Linked DNA regions of Zea mays: region 1 is linked to region 2. The links are chromatin contacts, called in public Hi-C maps. All regions are on one chromosome and are shown on one strand. The core of a region is the stretch at or near the end of the contact, and the rest is flanking DNA. Distances in the headings are between cores, read along the strand shown.

Region 1 (3,550 bases), core at 151-2,650, 83 kb after region 2:
CTAATCAACTGATGGAACAAGCAATGTACAGTACTACTCGCAATAGCTCAATCAGTGGCCCCATGTTCCGATAACCAATTTTTTTTTGTTTTGTTTTCATTATCGCTTGTTTTTGGAGGCAGCGGGTGCGCCAATGATTCGCGCGCACACGGCAGGCACACACACTCATGCGCACAGCGAGCCATGCCGCCCTGCTGGAGCTTGGCTGTACTGTATCCTTCGTCCTTCCTCTGATTGATTGGTAGTACGTGCGCGTTGGATTGCATCAGCATTTCAGCAGAGTATTCGGGTAGCCCCGGCCGTAGCCCTGCGTGCGAGCGATGCGACGAGACGAGGACGGGTGTGAGCGCGCCACTGGACGGCCGGACGGATGATGCCATGCCGTGCCGTGCCAGAGACTGGGCTCTGAATTATTCAGGCATTTTTTATAGGTAAAATATCGTTTCGCGGGCGGGGTTGTATATGCGTGCACAGTACCTGTGCCTGTGTGATTGATGTTTGGTATAGTACACGTTGCTCCAGAACGAACGAACGAACCCGGCCGTGCAACGTCTTTTTCGTGAGCGGTGGGTGATCATTATATAATAAAAATACTTAATAATTGGGTGAGTATTGTGTCTAAGCTAGGTACCAGCGCTGTGTGCTGTGCAGTGCTGGCCTCCGATTCGAGTTGTTGCCAGGCGACTATAGTCTACACAGCTCTCTATACTCATTGTGTTGGATCATTGAGTAGCTAGCTAGCTCCGAATCGAAGGAGCTGCCGCTGTTTAGTCTATACAATTAGTCTGTACGCACGTCTAGCCTAGGGCAGTGCAAGCTGGATGGGACCGAAATTATTGTGCATTAGGTTGCTACTAGCCTCCTATACCTTGCTTGCTCTCCGGTCAACACGACGATGCTCGCCACCGTGGCTCTGCTAGATTGCGTTACCAGACAAACTAATTATTTCGCTCGGGCCGGATGTGCCTTTCTTTTTTTCTCCTGGCGAGGATGGATGATCGTGTTGTCTCAGATCCGATCCGCTAGGCCTACAAATGTTAACCCTCCGTACGAACGTCCTCCGCCAGATCCAGCAGTCGAATCGTTACTGGCTAGCGCGGTAAGCATACACGATTACGATAACACAAACTGACAGCGTCCGTCTGTGTGTTCCGAGTCCGAGGTACGTACGCGCGGGGCAGGTGGTACGGTGACGTGCTGACGTGCCAAGTGGATGAACTTTGCTACAGTAGTAGCCAGTAGCAGTACATGTACCTTGTCCTTACCTTACCATACGTGTGCTGCATGTGGTGGCCGCACCCGCACGTGGGGGGCTTTCCGTGCAAGCAGTGGTGCTCAGAATTCAGAAACAAGTGTCCCTCCCTCCCTCACCCGATCCCATCCACCGCGCCCCCGTCACGACACGTGGCCCGCCGGCGTCCACGCGCGGGCGTTGTCGTCTTGTCCATCCGTCGGGTGGGCCGGTACACCCAACACGTTCCCAAGTTCCTCGCCACGAACCGCCGTCACGACGCGATGACGCGCGTCGACCTCGACGACTCGGCTTCCGGTCCATTCCCTGCTGGGCTGGGCCACGGCCACATACATGGTGGGCTAACATCTGTTCTCCCGCCCGGGAGGAGCGAGAGGGACGGGGACCGGCGACATGGACGACAACGACCTCGGCTGTCATGCCTAGTGCCTCCTGTGCTGCACATGCACCGCCAACGCCGCCATCTGCAACTGGTGCACCTTCCTCACCGCGCTGGGCGGTCGCCGCCCGCGCCACCGTCACAGGCGCCTCGCTGAGCCGCCTCGGCCTCGTCACCATCACCAGCAAGCCGCCCACACCTAGGCCCCGGGCTGCAGCGCGGGACGTGGCCCCAAAAACTTTTTGTTAGCTCACATGGTGCTGTTTGGTTAGGGATGGCAGTTTTAACCACATATCCGAAACCCGATAGGTACACGTACGAGTGAATATTTGGACCCGCTGGTTCACTTTGCACCTGACCCGAAGTTTCATGAGTGTGAGTGTGGGTGCGACTTTCTATTTCAACCCACGGGTAACCCACACTCGACCCGAAATTTGGTGTATTCTTTATTTTGCGCAAAACTAATTAAGATACAATAGTAACTATTTTGAATAACTAACTTAGCTAATGATTCATGAAATGTTTTGTTGCTACTCAATGTGAAAAGGCTTAAATTTGTACATATAACTCAACTATTACGGCTACTTAATTGCTTATTTGCTAAATTATTGTTTAAACTCATACACTTAGTAAACCCTGCAGATAACCCGAAACCCGACGGGTGCGAGTGCGGGTTTGGAATTGCACCCGCGGGTGTAATCGTGAGCGGGTTTTGATAGTTTTTATTGGTGCAATCACGGGTGTGTTTTTGCTCCACCTGATCCGAACCTGACCCATTGCCATCCCTATGTTTGGTTCACACGATTTAGTCTATAATTTATTTACGGAGATATCTGATGTTGTTTGTGTTTGGTTGAACCTGTCCGCAATGGATCACGCTGCTATTCGATACCAGTCCATAGAACTCCAGTGCCTCTCTGGGTGTTACCAGGGGCGGATTTACGATCGGGGCTGCCTGGGCTGCATCCCCGGTCGCGGCCCAATAACGCGAGGAGCAGGTATTCAGCCGCAGCCCAGCTTCGCTAGTCGCTACGGGCTACGGCGCTACCCTAGTCCAGTGTCCAGCCGCCGCACTGACGCCGAGCACATCCAGACGCCAGAGCCGCAGACCCGCAGTTGCCGACTTGCCGACCGCCGCACGCCGCGCGGTGCGCGTCTGCGCGCGCGACTGCGCCGCCGCCACCGCTCAGGCTGCCAGCGCCAGGCGCGTCTTCCACCGGCGCCCAGGCCGCCAGGCGCGACCGCGCGACTGCGCGTCTGCGCGAGTCTTCTGGGTTCTGGCCACCGCGGCACCGCCCAGGCCGCCAGGCCCGACCGCTGGCGAGCAGGCGAGCAGGCGAGCAGGCAAGCAGGCAGAGCAAAGCAGAGCGGTGAGCAGGCGAGCAGAGCAGAGCAGAGCAGCGAGCAGGCGAGTAGAGCAGAGCAGAGCAACGAGCAGCCGGTGAGCCCTTCTGTTTCTGTTTTAATTTGAAGTTTTCTGTTTTAATTTGAAGTTTTAATTTGAATTTGATTATTTATTTGATAGTAATCTCATGTTTAATTATAGGAATAAGATGGATAAATTTCTCATCAAGAACCAGAAGAAAGATGCTTCTATTTCTAAAACAATTAGGACAAATGAGAGCCGTGTAGAACAAAAGAGGCCACGTATTAAGCTAGATATGAATGATATAGTTGCAGATCCTGGTCTTAGAAAACCAATTGATGAGTTCCCCCATGAAATTAGAGATGACGCTAAAAGAGATTATTTACAAATGGGCCCATGTCAACCATTTGGTCATACATTTCCACGGACACCGGGTAGTTCTCAAACTAGAGGTTTTGTTGAATCTTGGTTTAAACAGTTTGATTGGTTAGAGTACAGTGTACAGAAAGATGTATTGCTTGCCTTGATCCAAGGGATTCTTTTGCCAACTTTG
Region 2 (3,834 bases), core at 1,105-3,604:
GGATGGCGCGAAAGCGGGAGGGCGTGGGAGCGGGAGCGCAGGAGAGCGTGCTGGCGGGAGAATGGCGAGTTGGAGCTGCTCGGCAAAGATGGCCAGCGACGGGAACGCGATGCCGAGTGAGATGGAGAAGCGAGCTCGATGGCGAGACTGTTGGATCTAGTTTTTCACGGTCTTTTCTCTTTTTTGGCGAGGAAATAATGTTTAACGAGTCTGTTGCAGTTGCTCTTAGCCGGAGTGGGCTATCCAGCATGGTGTTCGCACGAACCACCGTCGTCAACGGCTGGGTGCCAAACTGCCAAGGAACGCTCGCCGGCCGCATGGACCCGCACAGCGGAGAGGCGAGCGTCAATTACTGTGGTGGCCTCCACCTCGTACTCGTACTCGTCATCGGCGGCCTGATCGGGCGCAGCAGTCCTGGGGACGAGGTTAGCGTGGCTGGACTGCTGGAGTACATGATATTGGCGGCGTTCTCGCGCTACCGGACGACCGCGCCGACCGCGACGTGGCCGCGCGCACGTCGATGTTCACGGCCAGCACATGCACAGCACATCACGACGTCGACGGCGTTGTTGTAGGCAAGGTCCCGGAGGGCGACGCAGGCGAGCACCGCGGGGATCCCGCCCTGTAGGCAATTGCTAGAGAGGTCGAGCATGCGGAGGCGGCGCAGCGTCCAGATTATTCGTGGGCGGGAACGGTCTGGGAGGAGGAGGGCGAGCACGTGGAGGCTGCAGTTTGCAGGACCAGATCGCTGGCACGTGGGACAGGAGGGCGAGCAGCCGGGCACGCGGTGCTCGTGCTCCCGCGGCGCCGTGGCGGCCGGGGCTAGCGCGGCCGGACGAGTTGGTGCGTGGGGAAGAGATGGGGAAGCGCCGAGCGCGGAACGTGCGGGTCGTGCAAGCGGACGAAAGAGAAACAAGTCGAAGGCCAAAGAAAACCGTCGTTGGCAGAGGAAGCAGTCACTGTGCTTCGTACAGTAGAGGCCCAATGAAGTGGGCCGAGTCCACCTGAAGCGAGACTCCAAGTACTACAGGCCCATCTCATGTTAGCTACGGTGCTAGAGACAGCCCAGCTCAATGAAGTCTACAGGCCGAGCTCATGCCAACCAGCCATCCTACGGGCTCTAGCATCTGGTCTTTGTCCAACAGCAAGTCAACAACAACCCGGTAGCAGCAGCGTGTTTAAAATTCAATATTTTTGGTGGAAAAAAAACAGCTCGATTGCTGTCGAATGTGGCCAAGATCGTAAACTATTCTATGTATAAGATTCATTAAGAAAGCAGCAACCCGTCTGTGCCTGCGCTAATGATGCGTGCCTTCACTAATCAGCGTCCAAAATCATTGCGCGGAATCTCAAAGGGCGGGGCGCACGGTCTAAACATTATTGGTTATTCCCTGCACCCGCAGTGCGGTGCGATGATCGAGATCGGTGGTGGATCCTCTTTTCTTTACGTTCTGCCGGGAAAAGGTCGTGGACGGAAAACGACGCGTTCATAAAATCTGTAGAATCGTAAAGCTTTTATATACAGGTTTTGGTTTGAACTGATGCGAAGTTGCAAAAGACGCTCAAAAATCGACAGAGGAAGTTCATACGCGACGGCCGAATTTACACTTGCAAACGGAAGGGAAAATGGGTCGTGGAGGAGGAAACCGGGAGTATTTACGACGCAGACACTAGTTGATGAGAAAGAAAACGGACTTGATCCATCGATGGCGGCAGAATCACACGGGTGCTCGCCGAACCGGTAGCGGCAAGGCACTCAGAGGTCCTCCGCGATGCAGGCGAGGTGCGGCTGCCAGGGCGCGGCGTGGCTGCCGGTGCTCATGCGCCGCCGGTGCTGCTGCGCGGCGGCCCTCTTGTGCTGCTGCTGATTCTTCTTCTTGGCCGCGGGCGCGGCCGCCGCCTCCTCCGGCGACTCGGCGCCGAGCCCCAGCTGCCGGTCGGTCACGGCGGCGGCGACGACGCTGCCTTCGGACTTGCTGCGCACGTGGCGGCCTGGCGTGCTAGCCCCGCCGCCGCCCTTCTTGGCGTCCGGCACGGACGCGGCCGGGATGAGGAAGTAGATCTCCCCGCGCTCGAGCTCCGAGTCCGGCGACACGATGAGGATCCTGCGCACGACCCCCTGCGGCGACGAGCAGGGCCTGCTGAGCACGTGGTTGGGGTGCGCCGCCAGCACCTCCCCGGCCGACACGGCGCGGCCGTACTCGTCGACGCGGCCGCTGAGGTGCACGATCCGCACCAGGTCCAGCGCGCCGCACGGCAGCACGCACGCCAGGCAGCACCGCAGGCTGTTGCCCATGCCGCGGCTCGTGTTTGATGCCGTGACTGCGCCCGGCTTGTTCCCTCCCCCTGTCTCCCTAGTCCCTCCTCACCGTGACGACGCGGCCAGCACGTATATATAGTTGTCGAGCTCTGAATTGAGGAAATGAGGACAAACACACAGCCGGGAAATGCACTTTGAGGTATCATCGAATTGGATCGCCACGACTAGACGTCTTGTTACCATGGATGCAAAGCATACATCGAAGATATCACACTTAGCTAGATAGATTTAAAAGTAAACTAGAGAGGATAATTAATATATTTACGTAACGAAGAATGACTAGTTTCCGAACAAACTAGCAAAAAGTAACCGTTCAAACTCTCGTACATGGGGGATCCCATGGAAACAAGGACGTCACCGAGTTGATCTAGATCGGATGACAAACCTAGAGCGACATTCTTAATCATCGGATCAAGCGATGAACAACAATAGAGGAGTTAGTAGAGAGGTAGTTGATTGTTTTTTTTTGTCTCAATGGATGTTGGATACCTCAATCGAACATGATCATCTCACAAATATAGAGGGAGTGGTCTTATCTTCAATATGTATGGAGAAAGTTTCTGGTTCTAAAAACGACTTAAAAACAAACCCGTCGGAGAGCCGGGTGGCGGCACTCGCCTAATCTTAAGAACGAGAGGCTACCTAGGGTTAGCCTATGGAGATGCAAGAGCAAAGAACGCACGAGTATTTAGTGGTTTGGGTCGACGGAGCGTAATAATCCACGTCCACTTGATAGTTGTATTGCTGAGAGCTTGAGTGTGGGTGAAGAAGAATCTAAGTGAGGATCAAGTTGTCCCTTGTATCGCATGTGCTCTCACTTTTATAGTCCAAGGAGGCACGTACGTGAGTGCTAAGCCCCGACATGCGATAGGCGGGTCCCTGTGATCTACTATTAAATATATACAACATGGAGTAGTAAATGCTACGGCGGGCAGAGATCTCCTCCCGCACTCACCTTGCAGATCTTCCGACCTGGCGTGCCTTCGCCCTGTTTGTCGGCTTAAGGCTGCCGCCGAGTGGAGCCTGGTATTGTGACGTATGTAGGGGCCAGTCGTGCTGATGTGCGGTGGAGTTAATGCTGAAAGACGCGAGTTGTCACTTCTAGCTAGTACTGTAGAAGACGCTCTGACCGAGCCAACGGTCGCACATGATGGTGTCGCCCACGTGCGCGACGCCGAGACACAACCGCCTGGCTCGGTATCACGCGACTTAATGTGCGGGTCATGCGCTAGACCTGTCCCGAGCGAGGAGTGGGTTTCGAGGCCAATGATCCTGTCATACGGGTCGGGGCACCTGGGCCTGGCACGCTCAATTCCTTAGTGTGTGGTTACATGTAACCACGCGGGTATCTAGTCTTGACACAGTAGGAGAGGGTACCCCAGTTACAGGGTACAAATAGTGCCCCTCTGACTCACCTTAAAAAAGGCTAAAAATCTGCAGGTGGGACCACGAGTGCAATTTAGTCACAAGCAATCTAATTGCGACAGTCGCACAATGGTGCAATGCCTGATGTC

What was found. Hi-C and Micro-C count contacts between places; a contact is called where the count stands out from the background.
Region 1: a contact with region 2 is called in a Hi-C map of leaf, with 6 times the contacts expected there. The contact joins the enhancer-like site here to the promoter of LOC100278056 in region 2. A contact is called at or near these places in 3 of 25 Hi-C or Micro-C datasets (ear, leaf and tassel).

Annotation. Positions count from the first base shown.
Region 1 is chr3:14,008,066-14,011,615 of Zm-B73-REFERENCE-NAM-5.0, forward strand. No RefSeq gene overlaps it. Among protein-coding and RNA genes, the nearest start is that of LOC103651766, 23 kb to the right of the region's middle. Within about 2 kb of position 1,401, at least 19 of the 20 cell types and tissues checked have an H3K27ac peak or open chromatin away from gene starts, as enhancers often do. A contact at or near this core is called in ear, leaf and tassel, where this site is marked.
Region 2 is chr3:13,923,741-13,927,574 of Zm-B73-REFERENCE-NAM-5.0, forward strand. LOC100278056 reads right to left here and starts at 2,355. Exons shown (of 1, transcript NM_001373984.1): 1 at 1,487-2,355. The coding sequence starts at 2,296. The coding sequence ends at 1,757. It overlaps LOC103649717 (glutathione S-transferase T3-like), which reads right to left and starts at 785. Exons shown (of 4, transcript XM_020550101.3): 1 at 1-785.